Linked DNA regions of Drosophila melanogaster: region 1 is linked to region 2. A link is a contact called in public Hi-C data. All regions are on one chromosome and are shown on one strand. The core of a region is the stretch at or near the end of the contact, and the rest is flanking DNA. Distances in the headings are between cores, read along the strand shown. Region 1 holds the start of CG14020. Region 2 holds the start of mid (midline).

Region 1 (4,532 bases), core at 1,301-3,800, 56 kb after region 2:
GCATTGGACTGAGCAAAAAGGATGTGAATCCGCGCAGGCGTTGTAATCACTTTTAAACCGGCATTCAATGCTCAACACCCTCGAGCGAGTGGCATAAGTTGACTCACGCGTCTTTCTTTGTTTTCTAAAAACAATAGTTTCAATATATCAGTTATGTTCAATATCATCAAGAATTTCTATTTGGCTAGGAAATTCGTTACCATTTTTGTAGCATACTTTTCAGCGTGCGAACAACAGATTGTTACAGTTTCTAACAAAAATCATAAGCACTTACATATGATGTACAAATTCAGTAACTAACTTATTTTTAAAATGTAAAATAATTTTCTAATATTTTTCCAACTTTAATTTGGAATATAAACAGAATATATAATAGATAAAGTAAGGTGCTGAGTGCCAATTACTTCTTATCAACTGAATTACAATTTTTCCAGACTGCCAGCACCTTTTGTTACTAGTCCTAATTAGCAGGACACTGCCATGGAGCCATATTCCCGCCTCCTGGCTGCTCCTTGCTTCAAACTTTTCGCCTGCCTAGTTAGTTTGGCGTGGCAGTCATTAGTAGTCCTATGTTAATTTGGTGCGCCTAATAAACTGCTACTTTTTGCCAGCGCCCACCTGGCGCACACCCACCAACACTCTGACCCCTGCGCCGCCCAAAACCACCCAAAAACCACCCGCTAACCCACCTCCAACCGTACCCCCCAAAAAACGAGCCAGTGGAATGGTGGCGCTGTGCGAATTTGCCACTTCAACAGCTCCTTGGTGGCAACACGGTCACGTACGCGAAACGAGTGAAAGCTGAAATTTCGTTGAAAAAGGATATATGGGCACAGAGCTGGCATTGTCCTGGGGCCGTGAGCTGAATTCCAACTGCGTTCGTATACATCTGAATACATATATATATATATATATATATATATATATATATATCCATATCCGTATATATATGTATACCCCGCCCTATCTGTCTGCTTGTCTGCCATCTTGGCTTTTACATACTAACTTTTCGCCCATTTCTTTTTCCTTTTCGGCCTTTTTGTAAAATGGCGTGGCAATGTGGAGAAAGAAAATGTAGAAAAGTTATTGATTTTTTTTCGGTGGATGATGAGGTGGTGGTGGGTGGGGGCGAGATTACTTAAATTCAGGATGCTACGCTGTTGAATCGGGCGAAATAATTTTGTGGGTAAAGTGTCAGAGGATCAGCCGCAAATAAAGCTGACGTAACTGTCAAAATGTGATTCACTTTTATTTATTCATCATTTTTCGGTAGTTGTGACACCGACTGGCAGCCCATCATTTTTACCACACATTTTTAATATGCACAAAACACACGTCACACAGCAAAGGCCAAAAACTTTGTTAGCCAATCTGACACGACACGAATATATAAGATAAATACTCCAATCAAAAGCATAAGTTCTAGGCTATAAAAGAAAACTAAACAGGAAACTTTCAAAGGTGACAGGCAATATAAAATTAAGGTTTTCATTATAAGCTCATTTCTAGGAAATGGTAAGTATTTTCTTGACTAAATATGATGGTAAATATTCAAAAATGAAATGTGAACCTTTAAAATATCTTACTTAACTTATTTCACCTTTCAGTTGTTTGCTAGTTTATAACTTTCTGTTGAAAATCGTGTCAGATATCGTTTTAAGTATCCCATTATATTCCATCATTTTTCTCAGGCGAGAGGCCTTACCAATTATGTACATATACATATAGTATGATTTTCTTCTTTTTATGAGCACTCCGCTTTCAACACTCTTTAAAATAAGCGCATTAAATGCAAAGCTGCAACTTCCGATTTTTACGCGGTGCACACGAAAGCATTTTGAGCCTCCTGCAGCCAAACTAAAAACCAGTTGGCCGTCTTAATTATGAGCAAATGTTGGCCAAGTTATGCGTTCCGTTCTTCAGTTTCGTACTTTCCCCCCGACTTGCCCCTCGCTGCAGGCTCACTTTTCACTTTAGTCGGTGGGTTGTGCGAGCTTCAAGAGGGCCCGCATCCAAATCCTATAATTATGTGCAATCAATACTTTTTTGGTATCGGCTTAAAGCCGGAACGGATGTGCATTGGAGCGGGAATGGAGTTGGAGTCTACTCGCAACTGGAAGAAGTTCAAGTTGAGGATGTGCCAGTTGCTAATAAAGCGATTTAAGAGGTTTCATTCATTCAAAAATGGGGTAGCGGAGGTATTTTTTAAGAAACTTACTTATATTTATAAATGTATTTTGGTCGTATAACTATTAAGCTTGCCTTTTAAATATTATATAATGTTATCAGATTCCCTGGTGTTTTAAGGAATATTTTTGAATTTCAAACAGCCATAATTATCGATTGCAAGGACTTTCTGATTATATCCTGGTCGATATCGATATTCTTCATCGACTTATCAAAAACAATGCCAGCGTTATTGCGCAAAATTCAAGCTAGCAAACTGATTAGATATTTTATTTCCTTCAATACCTAAATCACTAAATAGTAAAATAAATAAATAACTGTCTTATAAAATGGGCTTTGAATGGAATCAGTGGTGGAAATTCTATTTTGTTCGTTGCCTGGCAACGAAAACCTCGTTTCATAGCAAACCCAGTGGCAAGTGTCAAGAAAACAGGTGCTCAAAAAAAAGGTTGATTTACAGAAGACAAGATGAAATTTATTCCGCTGCACACGACAAACACGGCGATCGTGTACAAGAACTCGCTGTGCTCCTTTGCCTCGCTTTTGGTCCTGGCCTTCATTGCGCTTTCTGTGATGCTGCCCGTGCTGCTCGTGTCCTTGCTGAGTCCCTATTCTGGAATATCAGAATCGAGGGTGCTGTACGAGCAGCCGAATGTCGAGTTCAACTACGAGTACATATTCGTGGGCACAACGGATCAGGGGGAGTACGAGGAGGAGGAATCCCTGGTCGCTTGCAGCAGCTTCAGCCAGTTCAATGAGCAAATGGAGAGTTATACGAATAGCTGCACCACCACTAGATATTGGACAGAGGATGTGGACTACGATGGCGTAACAGATCGGGCGCACTTTCAGCTGGAACTGCAGGATGTGCCCACGCGATTGGTGAGCTTCAATCTGCTGGTCTTCTTTGAAGCTGAACTGCAGCACAAGTGCGATCTATCGCCTCCGTCCGTGCTGGCCCATCAGTTACAGCTTCCTCTGCACGCTCGCCTCAGAAATGGACACGTTCAACTGAAGGGAGAGCTGCAGCTGAAGCAATACGTAGAGTTCACCTGTCCATTTCCGGGACGCAACATCAAGACTCAGTTCCGACAGGTTCAATTGGATACGAACTCTACCAACGGAAATATAGATCAGTTCAAGATGGAATCGCTGCTAGCGCAAGTCAAGGCCAATCCAGCATATTTCCAGCTGGCCGTGCAGGAGACATACTACAGAGAAACGTCAGCGCGCTTGCAGCCTGGTCTCATCATTGACCTGGAGCTGGACGTGCTCCAAGTTGCCGCTCGCTATCATCTTAGCATTTGGGAACGGCTTGGACAGTTCTGGCTGTACTTCGCCTCCTTCTTCGGCATCTCGTTTTACATAATGAACAAGCTGAAGGACTTTCTCTTCGGACGCCACATCGTTCGCTCCTGGGAGATCATACCGTGGAAAAAGCTCTACTGACACCAATCGGGCGCCATTTTGGAGATGGACAACTTCTCGATTGGCGAATAACTTAAAGGTGACTCTGCTTGGTTACCCAATGCAATTTCATTGTCAGTCAAATAATAAATATAACAAATGTACAGAGAATTTAAGAGGAGAGCAGAAGATCGGAAGGATCCGCCTACTTATCCCGGCTATTGGACATCAGGGCTAGGTTGCCAAAGGAAGATCCAGCGGACGCTGGCTCGGGGGTGGGGTCAAATGCACGGTTGTCCTCAAGGATGATGGTGGTGCGGGGATAGTGATCCAATTGCACGAACAGATAACGATACTCCAGTTTACCAGAGTCACTCTGTAAAAAGTGAGGATTAGAAAAATGCGGCCTGGGAGATATTCATCACACATACCCTTCTGGACTCCAGCTGCACGGTGGCCTTGTTCCTCAAGCCCTGCACATAGAACTGCATCCGCATGTGGGGCTTTCCATTGCGCTCGTAGCTCGAGTGCGCCACATGCTGTCTGCGACCGCGCCTGGATGTCTCGCCGAATCCCTTGATGGGCGCACCAATTGCATCCTGTACCCGCGGATCTTCGACCACACGTCTTAACGCGTCCGCGTATATATTGTTCGGGCTTTCGCTGGAGAATAGCTCTCGGAATATGGCAAAGAACATCACGCAGGTCACCCCTAATCCGGCGATTATAATCGCCGTATAACTGGCCGTCTTAGTGTTCTCCTTGATCTTCTCGCCAATGGGGCGCACATCCGTCGACACCTGGGTGTTATCCTGCGATCGTTGAAGGGATCCGCCACCATCTGCATGAATAATATAGTAAATATTTCAGATGTAACCTGATGAGAAGTTTGAGGCACAAACCGCGCGACGCTTCCTGTCGCAAATGTGGACTCCAGT
Region 2 (4,312 bases), core at 790-3,289:
GTGTCGGCCAAATTCAAAGTGAAAGTATTCGATTACCCAAAGCGATCGTTAAGTGAGAAAGGGAAAAGTATCGAAGAAATTATAAATTGCCGACAAAGCCGAGGGCCAAATACTTGAGATTTCGAGAGGGAAAGGACATAACAAGGAGAAAGTCAAACGAGGACAGTTAGCCGCACTAATTAACAAGCAGAATTGTTTATTTTTACAAGTGCCAAGTGGCCACTTTTTTTTCAGATCGACCGCCCTTTGTTTTCACAACTTGTGTTTTCCTTGGCTTTTGACATTTTGGTGACATACGGGACTGCCACCTAAAAAGACACACATGTAGATGCACAGACAAGGCCAACATATTAGGAACATAGGCTCTTTTTATGAAAGGAAGTGTAAACCTTTTTCTAGAATCAAAGTATGCACTCTACTTTTTAGAACCAGCGTTCTTGTGTCATAAAATTGTATTTAAAGTTATCCCAATCTATAATGCTATCGTCCGTTTTGCTTTTGAATTTGTTAATGCTGATAAAACATTTTATAGCTATCAACTTAACTGCAATTGTAACCAGAACACACACGACGCATCCCTCCCCGTCCACTTTCACCATTTCTCCCAGGGCGAAAGTGTCAAAGTGACATGCCCACTTTGTCGCTACCCGACTTAAAAAATGTCTCAAATTACAAAAATCACACAACAAGACGGTTTGTTCCTCGCACAGGATAAGCGGGATTAGTCAGCTTGTTAGTTAGTTTGGATCTCCGCGTTCCGTTTTTCAGGATCGCAGGATTTCCGTCATGGCAATTGGCAATCCGAGCAATACGTAATGAATGTGACGAACTGTCAGTTGTTTCGAGTTTCCTTGTCGCAGCCGCATTTTCTTTGCATTTTTTAGCGGGTTAATTGGCACTGACAAAGGTCTTGACTTTTGCCTGGGAAACATAACAATTTGTTGACATCTGTAAATATTATGGGGGAATTTTCCAGAGGACTAGCTTCTATCATACAGCGTGTGGAATTGTATATAATTACTAACGGAAAAATATCCCTGTTAACTTTTTGAATCGCCATAATCTAAATTTCATGATCATATCCTCTTGAATATAAAAAAATATAGCTTTACAAATAAAAATGTCTTGACTAATGCTTATAGATATACTATGTTTTCAAATGGACTTCTATAATATGTACTAAGCGAATTGTTTAAAATATGTTCTTCCCTTTACCGAAATAAATTCAAATTGCATATACATTTTAAATAAACTTGTAGTTATTTTCGCACTCTTTATTCATGTTTTTAGAGCACAGAAAAATTTCTCGAGCTCAAACTAATAAATTCCCAACGTCCCATTGCAATAACCTTGACTCAAGGTCCATGTCCTTGCAGATAAATAAGAAAGGAAAAACAACGGGATGCAACTGCAGAAAAAAAACAGAGACATAAAACTCACTCAAAACAGAATTGAGTGAGACACGGAACGTGTTGGAAACGAAATGGAACAGACGGAAGATGGAAGAAAACGTCAGAAGAGGAGATAACAGGAAATGGAATGCGACGACAACGGCGAAAAGTTGTTTAAAAAAAAAGACCAAGAAAAACCGCAAGCAAAACGTTGGCACTTCATAAATGGGCGAGAAAGAGAGGCAAAAATAAAAAGAAAGAGACCTCGCTATGGAGAAATAGAGAGGTGCGAGGGAGAAGGCCAAAAGCGCCGACATTTTTAATTGTAAATGAGTTATGACGCGTTCGTCAGAGAGAGAGGTGAGGCGAAGAAAAGAGAGGGGCGCAAGTTGCTGACAGCGCCGCCTTTCTCTCTGTCGCACGTTCACTCCCCCGCCGATTTTCCAATTGGAAAACGAGAGAGCGAGTGGCGTTTTCACTCAGAGTGTGCGGCTATAGGGCTATCCCGCTTGCACTCGTACTGGCGCGGCTCGCTGTAGGGTGGTCTCGCTTGCACACATAGGGACCATAAGAGGAATAACTGGTTTCCCGAGTTTTGCGCCTGCCGTCGTTTTTGGCTTCTCAGCGGCAACATTTTCCTGACACAATTCAGTTCGTCGTCGCCTGCCTTCCGTTGCGCACACACTCAGTCCGCGAGATTCTCAGTTCGCGTGCGCCAAAGATAAGCAAAAGAAAGCAAGAGAGATATAAAGATACAAGATACTTACACCTTGAAACATACACATACCCCTCGAGTTACCAAAGCTAAAGATGCATCTAGCTTTATAAGTGCCAAGTGTTGAAAAGTGACCAGATACAATACCCCAATACCTTTCCAAGGTATTCCCTAGTTAAAGCCCCATTAAGAACAACATCATACCCTTCAAAATGCTGGTTGGATCTCATCCGTATTTGTGCAACGGGGTGCCCGCCGCCCCTGCAGCACCAAATGCCAGTGGACAGACAACAACAACGGCTAGCAAAAGTGCCGCCGGCTCAGCGACGGACTTTTCCATCGCCGCCATCATGGCTCGCGAAGATGCCTCCAGTCGGGAGTCCTCCATTCGCAGTGCAAGTAAGTTCAGATACATATTGAAAATATCCTTAATAAGAAAGGAATTCTGTGGGAAGCGGCAGAATCATTAATCGGTTGATAGGAACAATTTGTTCTTAAAAATATATTTTTATGCATTAGAAATTTAATGCCTTGAATATTAAGCATTTCGATTATATAGTGATTTTTAAACAAGATTTTTTTAGGCTTAACAGACTTACAGCAAGATTCATTGATGAGATGTAGAATATCTTTAAGATACTTTCATTTCTGTAGTCTCAAATACCATAGGGTACTTTTGTTTAGAACTTCATTTGACAAGCTATAAGTTCCCTAATTCAACAATCTTTAATCATAGTAGGTAGTTGTAACTTTAGATATTCACTTATCTCCTAGCAGTGCTTTCTGTACAAAAACTTACTTAACATACCAGCACACAATAACTAGAAATTGCTAAAACAAAAATGGAATTTTTATACGATTAATTCAAATTAAACGTGATTAACAACTCAACGCCCAAGAAGAGAACCGCAAACTTGACCAGCGAATGCAAACATTATTAGCCACAAGACAATCGCTAATTGATTGCACAACAAATCTATTAAATTACTGTTGTCGCTTTGGGTGCGCAGAGTTCCATTTAATTGCTAATGACAATTAGCAGGCGTTCCGGCCACGTTAAAAAAGAAAAAACTAGTTCTCTCTGGCCGACGGCATTCGCAATTAAGTCGAGCCAAAGATCGCGAATCCAGATATTTGTTAGCAAACACTTGCAGCGCTCTTTTGTGGCCGATATTATGATAATATGCAAATTGTGCACAGCATCTAATCGCGCGGAATTCATATTTAACAAAGGCTGCTAATTATGTTAATTAATTTTCAACAATGTGCTTCATTTTATTAATTTTACGAGGCGCAGAAAATTAGCGACGGCCGAAATCAAAACAAAAACGCTACGAGGTGTTCGTATTTTACGATCTCTTTATCAAATATGCAGCTTTTTTAATTTCATATTTTGTTTTGTTTTTTTTGTTTTCTGTGGTCGCTTTCCGTTTTCCGTTTGCTTACTTTGCATTTTAACACCTACCGTCTGGGCTCACCTGCAAAAAAACCGGGCTGCTTAGTTCTCCCCATCATTTTGTTACCATTTTCGGCTTATGGAAAATGGAAAGCGTATGTGAGAGTTCGCCCATGGATAAGCCCAAAAATATTATTCATCAACTTTTGCGCACACACCTTGAACGAAAGCCCTCCGCTTTTGTTTATGCAATGGAAAAGAGCAATCGCAGCTAGAGTTTCGGGCTGTTTAATTGCCGATTTGTGTTCAGTTTGACAATTAAGCCAGCGGTCGTCGTCGCACTGTCTCATTGCAATTGAAACGCGAAGCGAAGCGGAAACTCCAAGAATATGAGACGACTCCACGCTGTCTGCCGCGAAATCAGCTCCACCACTCAATGTTGTCAACGGAAGCACGGCCTCGGTTTTTGGCCAAATGCACAACGGAAAAATCGTTAATAAGACGCACAAGTTATGAAGGAAAAAGTGATGAAAAATTCAGGAAACATTGTGATCTTTAAAGTGTTTAGTGCCAAATATATTGAAGGCTTCAATTTAGAGATTTTACTTAACGCTTTTTCCCATGTGCATTGCATTTTAATTTGCATTACCTCCAAAACGAACGGTGTAATTCAGATTTAATTTTCAATTTTCGCTTTTTCCTCTCGTGTCATTTAAGGTCCCATTTCGGTGGAGGATGAGGTTGACGTTGATGTGGTCGACTGCAGCGATGCCGAGGAGCCACCGACTAAGGCGCGTCGTTTGAACCATC

The links. Hi-C and Micro-C count contacts between places; a contact is called where the count stands out from the background.
Region 1: a contact with region 2 is called in a Hi-C map of the Kc167 cell line, with 3 times the contacts expected there. A contact is called at or near these places in 45 of 107 Hi-C or Micro-C datasets (the Clone 8 cell line, the D17-c3 cell line, the Kc167 cell line and 19 more) and 1 of 7 datasets of targeted methods (the Kc167 cell line).

The regions. Positions count from the first base shown.
Region 1 is chr2L:5,515,187-5,519,718 of dm6, forward strand. CG14020 reads left to right here and starts at 2,551. Exons shown (of 1, transcript NM_135084.4): 1 at 2,551-3,763. The coding sequence starts at 2,656. The coding sequence ends at 3,636. CG7382 reads right to left here. Exons shown (of 3, transcript NM_135085.3): 1 at 4,497-4,532; 2 at 4,026-4,435; 3 at 3,707-3,970. The coding sequence ends at 3,800.
Region 2 is chr2L:5,459,600-5,463,911 of dm6, forward strand. It overlaps mid (midline), which reads left to right and starts at 2,040. Exons shown (of 4, transcript NM_135083.4): 1 at 2,040-2,505; 2 at 4,220-4,312. The coding sequence starts at 2,319.